2 separate regions of the Oryctolagus cuniculus genome follow, and region 1 is linked to region 2. The links are chromatin contacts, called in public Micro-C maps. All regions are on one chromosome and are shown on one strand. Each heading gives the region's core, a stretch centred on a gene start, on an enhancer-like site or on the middle of the called end of the contact. The rest is flanking DNA. Distances are from core to core; before and after follow the strand shown. Region 1 overlaps LRMDA (leucine rich melanocyte differentiation associated). Region 2 holds the start of ZNF503 (zinc finger protein 503).

What was found. A called contact is a pair of places that touch in the nucleus more often than the background predicts.
Region 1: a contact with region 2 is called in a Micro-C map of ear pinna, with 2.1 times the contacts expected there. The contact joins the enhancer-like site here to the promoter of ZNF503 in region 2. A contact is called at or near these places in 2 of 6 Hi-C or Micro-C datasets (ear pinna and psoas muscle).

What each region holds. Positions count from the first base shown.
Region 1 is chr15:67,124,102-67,128,467 of mOryCun1.1, forward strand. All of the region lies in intron 5 of LRMDA (leucine rich melanocyte differentiation associated), which reads left to right. Among named protein-coding and RNA genes, the nearest start is that of LRMDA, 670 kb to the left of the region's middle. Within about 2 kb of position 2,995, at least 1 of the 8 cell types and tissues checked has an H3K27ac peak or open chromatin away from gene starts, as enhancers often do.
Region 2 is chr15:66,425,660-66,429,996 of mOryCun1.1, forward strand. ZNF503 (zinc finger protein 503) reads right to left here and starts at 2,394. Exons shown (of 2, transcript XM_008269924.4): 1 at 1,716-2,394; 2 at 1-996. The coding sequence starts at 2,021. LOC108178441 (translation initiation factor IF-2) reads left to right here and starts at 2,479. Exons shown (of 3, transcript XM_070057149.1): 1 at 2,479-3,048; 2 at 3,373-4,337. The coding sequence starts at 2,479.

The DNA.
Region 1 (4,366 bases), core at 1,745-4,244, 700 kb after region 2:
GAAATGGTGTTCATGTGGGATACTGGTACCACTGGTGGCAACTCAACCTCAATATCAGCCTCTGGATTTCTGCTTTGATCAGCTCAGGTTTAGTAGACTTTATCTTCTTTTGTTTTAAGGTTTCAGTTGCTTCAGACTATAGAAATAGTATTTTGCACTTGAAAATCCTTGTCCTTCAGCATACTACTGCTAACTTCATCCAGAGATGATTGACCTGGAGCCTTACCTCAGCCTGGGTTTCCCCACCTATCACATAGAGACCAGATTTGTCTTCTAGACATTGAATCCGTCTCTGCTGTCACCCATAAGACTAAGAAACAAAGGTAAGTCTGTGGCTGCTGTAGATGGTACCCATGCCCGCAGATTTCTGGGGGGAGGGTGGACCAAACCTAAGCTGCCTTACAATTGAAAATGTCTAGCATCTTCAATTAGATAGTTATTGCTTACTTACAATTGGTTTAGCAAGCATGTATTGAGTCATTACAGAGAACACAACAAAGAGATCAACTTTTTAGAAATCACAGAAATGTAAATTAAGAATCCATGATTCCTTTGTAGCTATGAGATTAGAACAGTTAAAAAACCGGATAATGGCAGGTCTTGGTGGGGTATAGGGTTGTAGGAGCACTTTGTACACTGCTGGTAGGAGTGTAGCAGTTCTGGGTTGCAGGCTGACTTATTTAATTGAATTGATATTCTCAGACCCTCTGACTCAGCCACTCCATTCTGATACATATAACTCAATGAAATTCCTACATCGGCCCTTAAGGAGGTGTGTGTGTGTGTGTGTGTGTGTGTGCGTGCGTGCGTATGAGAGAGAGAGAGTGAGAGAGAGAGAGAGAGAATTTTCATTAAAGTATTATTTGCCATGGTGGAGAGTTGAAGGTGACTTTGAGTTGGGGACAAAGCTGGGAGATTGGAAGGTAAGTGTGGAAGTTCTGTGCAATACTGGGCATCCGTGAGCGGCAAGGACGAGTGGGTGCCTGGCAGCATGATTTGGAGTGTACGGGCTGTGCTGTCTAATTTTCTGTATTTCTGACACTCTGGCATCTGGGGCTTCTGTGACCAGGGAAAGACTGCTCCTCCCAGGGCTAGCTGGGTCTTAGAGAGTACAAATGACTCACCCAGGAGTGGGTATTTTTATGGAAATTAATCAGCACAGAGCCCATAGTCTGAACCACCTCTTCTCTGGCCCTTACACTCCTAGAGGCATTATTCCCTGTCCTAATCATGCCAGGGCCTGGTCCTAGAAAACTCACAACAGCCCATTGGGCAGCCGGCTTACCTTGCCTGGCTCATTCTTTCCTGCAAGAACCACAGTCAAGGCTTTCCCACACTTCCTCCCTCCTGCCTCCTGCCCTATGCTGGCGCTTCCTCCTGTGGTCCTGCACAGTGTGGCATGCCCCCTGTTCTTGGGAATTGTGAATGATCTGTCTTTTCAGTGGCATTTGTCTCCTGATCTGTTGGCCTCACCCTACCTGAATTAAAAAACAAAAAACCTATACAGTGTCATATGGATGTTTTTAAAAGACACTTAACATTAGAAACTAAAAAATAAAATCCTTCCACAGTGCAGTTTACATACTGTAAACACATGGAAACAAACCCAGGGCACACTTTACAAAGGACTCCTTTTAATATTAGTTGGGTGTATATGGCGGGCAGGGGAATTGAAGTAGAAAACAGAAGAAAGAAATGAATTAAAAAATAAGAGACAACTTGGGGTCAGAGAAGATCAACCTAATATCTTCTCTGATTTCACAACCAGAAACATGGAGAGTTACTTCTCATTACTGAGCCAGAGTTCACAGACCCACCTGCTCCCTGGACTGTGCATGCTTTAGGAATGCAGAGGTGGGCAGGAGCTTGCTGGAAGACACGGGTCCCTTGGTCCCTTTTAGAGCCATTGCTTTAGTGTTTCCTGAAGTCTGTTCCCCTTTTAGGGAGCTGTCTTATGTACATTAGGACATTGTCCAAGGCCCTGGTGAGCCTTGAGCAGGAGGAGTTGGTTGGCCCTTGTTTGTCTGCTGTGTTTTCCAAGCTTGTTTCACCATGAATCCTTCCCAGAAGCACACACTGAGAAAGTTGAGGTTCAAGGGTGAACCCTTCCAAAGACCTCAGATCTCTTTCTCTGAGGCAGAGGGCTTGGCCATTGTTGGCTCCAAAGCCACACCTAGGAACCAAGGAGGACTGTGTGGACAAGCAGTGAGGGAGAGGGAAAGTGTGGTGCAGGAGGAGCCCTTAAGTTAGATACTTCCTTGCAGTTAACATCCCCTGGACTCAGCCCAACAAGAATAATGTGTTTTCACAAATCAGGTATCTTTTCAAGTAATAATTCCTAACCATTTTGCCAGTTCCTTTGAAGTTTTACAGTTCTATTTTCTCACTGGAAAATTTCATTTTGTGAAGTTTAACCTCTAAGGTTTATAGTGAAGACTAGAAATAAGTATGTTAATAACATTTTGCATATAATAATGACTGATACATAGCAATAACTTAGTAAAAATTCGCCATTGTTAGCACTATTATCATCATTATTAAGATTTAAAAGACTTATTTAATGATTTATTTGAAAGGTAGACTGACAGAAAGAGACAGAAAGTGACAGAGATCTTCCATCTGCTTGTTCACTCCCCAAATGGCCACAAGAGCTGGGGCTGGGGTTACTCCTGGCCAAAGCCAGGAACCTGAAACTCCGTCTGGGTCTTCCATATGGGTAGTAGCGGTCCACGTACTTGGGCCATCTTCCACTGCTTTCCCAGTGCATCAGGGAACTGGATCAGCAGAACAGCTGGGGTTTGAACCAGTGCTGCAGTATGGGATGCTGGCATTTGTAGGAAGTGCCTTGACCTGTTACACCACACCACCAAGCCCCAAACTCTTCAGATTTTCCTCAAATCTTTTATGAGGGTTAGTAGTGAACATACTCACTCCTAACTAAATAAATATAGAAGTGGCTCACTCAAGGTCACATAGCTCATTAATAGCAGGGCTGGGGATGGAATCTGCTTCTCTTGGGTTCTGGCTCACTGTCATTTTCATTACGTTAGAGGAAGGATCCCTACTCCTATTTCATGACTGAAGGAGCTCAGAACAAGCTCTCTCGGTGTGCTGTGTGGAACACTTCACTATGACATTGGAGAGGACACATGGCATGATCCAGAGGGCATGGAGTGCCGCAGGGATTATTATGTCACTTGTGTTCTGCATCCTTGTTAATAACCTAGAAAAGGTTGTAAAGAATATGCTAATTAACTCTGTATATTGCCCTAAATGGAGAGGTATTACAAACCCCACCAATGACAGAGACGTGACATAAAGGGACCTGGAGCTGTCAGGCATATGGACAGGAAATCACTAGATGAGACTCAGCTGCAGTAAATGCATCCTAATACATCTGGGGACAAATAATCTGAAACACAGATATTCAGTGGGAGGAAGGTATTTGGAAAGCTGTAAATGCTGAAGGGGACCTGGGGGAGAGTGGACAGCAAATTAGATATGGGTTTTCATTGTGTTAGGCCAACAGAAATTGGTAATGCAATCTTGTGCTGTGTTTTCCAGCAGTCCCCTGGAGCAGCTGGGAGGAGAAAGCCTCTCTCGCTAGCCAAGATCAAGTCTGCTCTTCCCCATGCACTCTTGAAGAATGGCCTTGCTGGGGCTGGGGTGCAGGCAGGGCTCACTTGACTGCCCCACAGCCCTTACCCCTTAGGGATGGTGAAATTTCCCTTTCTCTAAGCCATGCCTCCAACCAGTGTCCTTGGACAGCAGCCCTGTGTCCTGTCTCCCACCATCTTATTGAAGAGTACTGTGAGATGCTGAGCTGCCTGGGACATCCAGGGGAGGGCCATTCTACTCAGAAAACCCCTCTGTTCTACAGGGGAAGATTTGTCCTCAGCTGTTCACTTCCGTGTCACCCAGCCTTCTGCCACCTAATCCTTGTCCCATCCTCTTCCTTGTGGAGGGTCTCATCTGAAGATGACCTGTCTGTAGCCAGAAGAGTGCTTGAGGAAACCCAAGCATCTCCCCAGCAGCTGTTCCCAGCCATGAGGATTAGTCACTGACCCTGCTCCTGCTGCTACCTCCTCCTCTGCATGCGTCATACCCACCACCACCAATTTTTCTTAAACTCCTCAGGTTTAAAGACTGTCTCCAACACAGATGAAACTGAATGTCTTTGCCAAGAAGTCATGAAAGTCTCTTCTGATTGTCTTGTAGCCCGTTCCCTCTCCTCATGCTAGGGTTTGGGTGTGGTTTGAGTACATCTACAAGGGTGTGCAGGGTGGAAGCTGGGTCTGCATTGTGGTGCTGTTGAGGTGGTGGAACCATTAAGAGGTGGGGCCCAGGGCAGATATGCCTAGGTCGT
Region 2 (4,337 bases), core at 1,144-3,643:
GTACGGGTCCCGGCACAAGCTGGCTGTCATCACGGACGGCGGCGACGCTCCAGCCAACGGGCTTGAGCCAGCCGGCTTGCTGCAGCCCAGCGAGCCGGCCGCGGCCGCCGCCAGCTGTGCGCCCACCAGGCTGCCGGGCTTGGTGGGGTCGAGCGCCACGCCGTGAGGCAGGAACTGAGGCGGGTAGCCGGCATAGGCCCCGGCCAGGCTGCCCGGGTAGGTCATGCCAGCAGGAGGCAGAGGAAACACTGTCTGGCCCGGCTTGTAGGGCGACACTGGCGCCACCAGCCCAGAGCCCAGCACCGAGGAGGAGGCGGGCGCACCGGGGCCGGAGCCTGAGCCGGAGCCCGACGAGCCGCTGCAGTCCGCGCCCAGGGCCTTGGCCCCGGGACCGCCGTCTGCGTGCTGGTTCACGTCCACGTTAACCCCGCCGCCGCAGCTAATCCGGCCGTGCGCCAGCCCCGCGGGTCCCCCTTCGGCCGCTGCGCCCCCAGCGCCCTTGCCGCCGCCGCCGCCACTCGCGTCCGGGTCTTTCTTGTCGTCTTTGCCATCCGGACCGCCCCCGGCCGAGGGCAACAAGCCTCCCGGCGAGCAGGCCGAGGCGCTGGAGCTCGGGCTGCCTGTCCTGGGCGTGAACGGCTGGCAGGTGGCGCTCGGGACCCGGAATCCCGACTTCTCCGCCGAAGTGCCCCCGCCGCCGCCGCCGCCGCCACCACCACCACCACCCCCGCCGCCGCCGCCGCCTCCCGGCTCCTTCTTATCCGAGCCGGGTTTGGAGTACGGTTTGAAACTCGACTTGTCTTCCACGCCGATGTCACTCAGCTTGAGGGGGCCCGACTTGGCGTCCTTGTCGCCGCCGGCGCCGCCGCCAGCACCGCCCGCGCCGCCCCCGTTGGAGGCGACCGAGGAGAGTTTGGACGAGGGCGAGGGGTCGGGCTTCCCAATCTGCGAGCAGGTTTGCGCCAGCAGCGCCAGCGGGCTCTTCTTGGCATCCAGCTGCAGAGTCAGACGGGGAACGGATCACACGGAGAAAGAAGGGGGAAACCTTTAGAATCCTGGCCTCTGGGGTCCAGCCCCCCCCCCCATGCTGCCCGCGCAGATTCCCCCCAGCGACGAGGTGCGGAGCCGGGCGGCACCCCCACACCCACCAACATCCTTGCCCTAGGGACAGGCGGCGGACTCCCACCTCCGGGCAGAAGCTGTCCTGCCCTCTCCTGATGCGAATTGGGTTTTCAAAAAACACTCGCATAAGGTTTCGGGGTGAAAGGCTGGACCCAGGACGATACCCCTCTGCGCGCGCACCTTTGGATTCCTCAGAGCGAGGGCACGGGCGGCTGGAGCCTCGGAGGCTGTGCACGCGCCAGCTCCAGAGGACCCTGGCGCGGCTACTCTGCCACCGGATTCCAGACGCCCGCCGGCCAGCAGCGCAGAGGGTAGGGGCCTGGGTCGCGGTCGGGTCTTTCACACCGAAAGCAGCAGCAAGTTTTGGCCGCCCTGTCCCCTAGCCTTCGCCTGGAACCCAGGGTCCCGCCTCCTGCTCCTTTTCCGCCCCAGTTTGGAGGCGCAGAAGCGCCGTCTTCCCCTCTCCCCGGAGCTGAATCACCACGGACCCCACCCCCACCCTCAGGTCCCGAGAAAGGAAACCCTGCAGGGCGGCAGCCTGGGGAGTGGTCCCCCCCCGCGACCGGAGAGGGTGGGGGTGGGGGGTTCCTTACCTCGATGGGGCTGACGGGCGTGGAGGGCAGGGGCTGCAGGTACTCAGGGTGCAAAATGTGGCCAGTCCTTGCCGTCAGCATCTTCAGCACCTTGATGGGCAGGCGGTTAGCCTGGCGCAGAGGGTCGGAAGGGGGCACGGCGTGCACAAAAGGCTTGGTGGGGCCGGCCGGGGACGAGCCTGGGCCGGGGCCGGAGCTATTTCCAGAGAGCGCGCTGGTCCAGGCAGGGTCTGCGCCTCCGCCGCCGCCGCCGCCGCCGCTGGGCTTACTGCTTCTTAGGGCAGAAAGCGAGGGCGCTGTGCTCATGACCCACCCGCGCGCATGGGAGCAGCGGGGGGAGGGCCCGGGGCTGCGCGCTCGCCCGGGGATCAGGAACCGCAGCCGCAGGAGGAGCCGGCGCGCCGGGCGCCACGAGCCACGGGTCCCGGGCGGCCCACCGCGGAGCCGGCTGGGCTGCGGGTCCGCCTCGGGCTGCGCCCCTGCGCCGGCGCTGCGCTCAGCGATGTGAGCCGCTGCCTGTCCAGCCGGGGCTCTGGCGAGGAAACTCACTTCAAAAGCAGCTGCACCGAGGGGGAGATTAAAGCCTTTGCCGCCTTCCAATCAAATGGGAGCCCGAGGTGATTGGAGGGTCAAGGGGATGTGACGCGTCCCGCGCCGCCGCCGCCGCCGCCGCCAGGACTCTCCGAGCTGGTTTTAATGGGCAGCTCCCTCTTCGCCGCCCTCCTCTGCGTGTCCCCTCCCTCGTTTTCACTCCGAGGACGAGATGGACGTGTATTCTACGTTTGCCATCTGCCGCCTCCCTCTTTTTTTTTTGCCCTCCTCGTCGTCTGTCCTTTCCTCGGCTCGGAAAATTAACCGAAACCTTCTCTTGGAAGCAAGCAGCGGCGATGAGGACCAGTCTGCGGGCGTAGCCAGGAAGGGATCCGGCAGGCGTGTGGACACCAGCCAGATCGTCGGCGCCCGGCGGCGCGCACGGGGCCCGCACACCTGGTGGAACCGAGATCGCGCGCGGCGCGGCCACCCGGGGAAGGAGCCCGGGCGCGAGCGAGTTCGCCCGCCCGCTCTGGTTTCCCGAGACTCGGCGGTGGAGAAACCAGAAGTCACTCAGGCCGCGGAAGCGGTGGCTGCTCATCCCAGCGACGGGCGCCCGGCTCCCCGCCCTCCGCAGCCACGTGACACCCAGGGACCCGCCGATTGGGGCAGGGGCGAGGTCACGTGCTTCCTCTGTTTCACACTCAGTCTGTCCCCCCGCCCCCATTCTTACTCTCCCCTGCCGCCCTCCCCCCGCCCCGCGCCTTCTCTGGGCATCTCCACCCCTCCATCAATTGTCAATGTGCCTCGACCGCAATCAATCAGTTATTTGTCAGCTCTTGTCAATCCGCCCGTGATTTATGTCAGCTTTTGTTGCTGATTACAAGGCGGGTGCGACTTGCAGGGAAAAAGAGGGAGAAGAGAGAGAGAGAGGAAGGAAGAGACCGGGAGGGGACTGGAGGAGGGGGCGAGAGGAGCGGCCTCTAGGGATTGGGGTGGGGGCTGAGAAAAGAAAAAGAGGGGCCCGCCGGGGTGGGGAAGGCGAGGAGTGGAGTGCGCAGGTGCGCCCGGGGCGCCAGGAGGGCGCGCGACACCTCTCCCGGTGGTGGGGGACCCTCGCACCTAGGGGGCTTGGGCCCTAGAGTTTGTAGGGGGCGGGCTGGGCACCGGCGGCGTCTCGCACGGGACAGTTCCCGCCCCGCGTGGGGCGGTGAGGCTGCGGCTGCGTCGCTCGCCCCGCAGTGCCCCGGCGCCCCCTCCCAGACTTCTTTCCACGCCATCAACAAATCCTCGGGGCCTGGGGGTGGGGGTGGCTGGAAGAGCGGGTCCCCCCAACTCTTCGGGCCCCCGGGAATCGTGGCCAGGGTTGCGAGGCTGCGGAGAGGAGGCCCGGCCGCGGGTGCGTGGGCGAGGCTCGTGTCAGGTTCACTCGTGCCCCCCGCCGCAACCGCCTGCCCGCGCATCCCGCGCCCTGCGCCCTCCCGGCGTGCCAGGAGACCGGTTTCCTCGGAGCTCCTCGCTCCAAGGTGTGGGAACGCCGAGCCGGCGTGGAGCTGCGCTGGCAGAGCCGAGGGAAGGCGCGAGCGGGAGGGGCGGCCGCCTGTGGGAACGCGGGTTCTCCCGGGGAAGCGGAGCGGGACCGCCGCGTTCCCCTCGATTTGCACCGTCACTCGGGCTGTCGCGGAGAAGAGCGGCGGCGCTGTGCGTGCCGCCGGCTACCTGGGCCCGGGTGCGGAGAGTGCGCGCACGCCTGTGCCGCTATGAGCGGTGTCCGGAGCCAGTCCCGGGGTCACCTACCTCCAGAAACTCGCAGAAACTGCGAGGGGGCGAGAGGAGGACACACCCCCTTCCTCGGAACGACTTGGAGGACTTTGAGTCTCCCCTCCCCCGCTTTTCCGCCCTGGCTCTTCTTTTGTTGTCAAGTCCTTTTGATAAATGGTGGGGCTGGGAGCGCCGGCAGCCCGGAGCCGCGGGGCGGGGGCCGAGCCGGGACACCAGGTTTCCGCCGGCGCGCACCCGGCGCGGAGCGGGGCACGCGCGGGGGTCGCTCGGCTCCGAGGCCTGCCTGGGGCGCGCTCGCTCGCTCCTGCT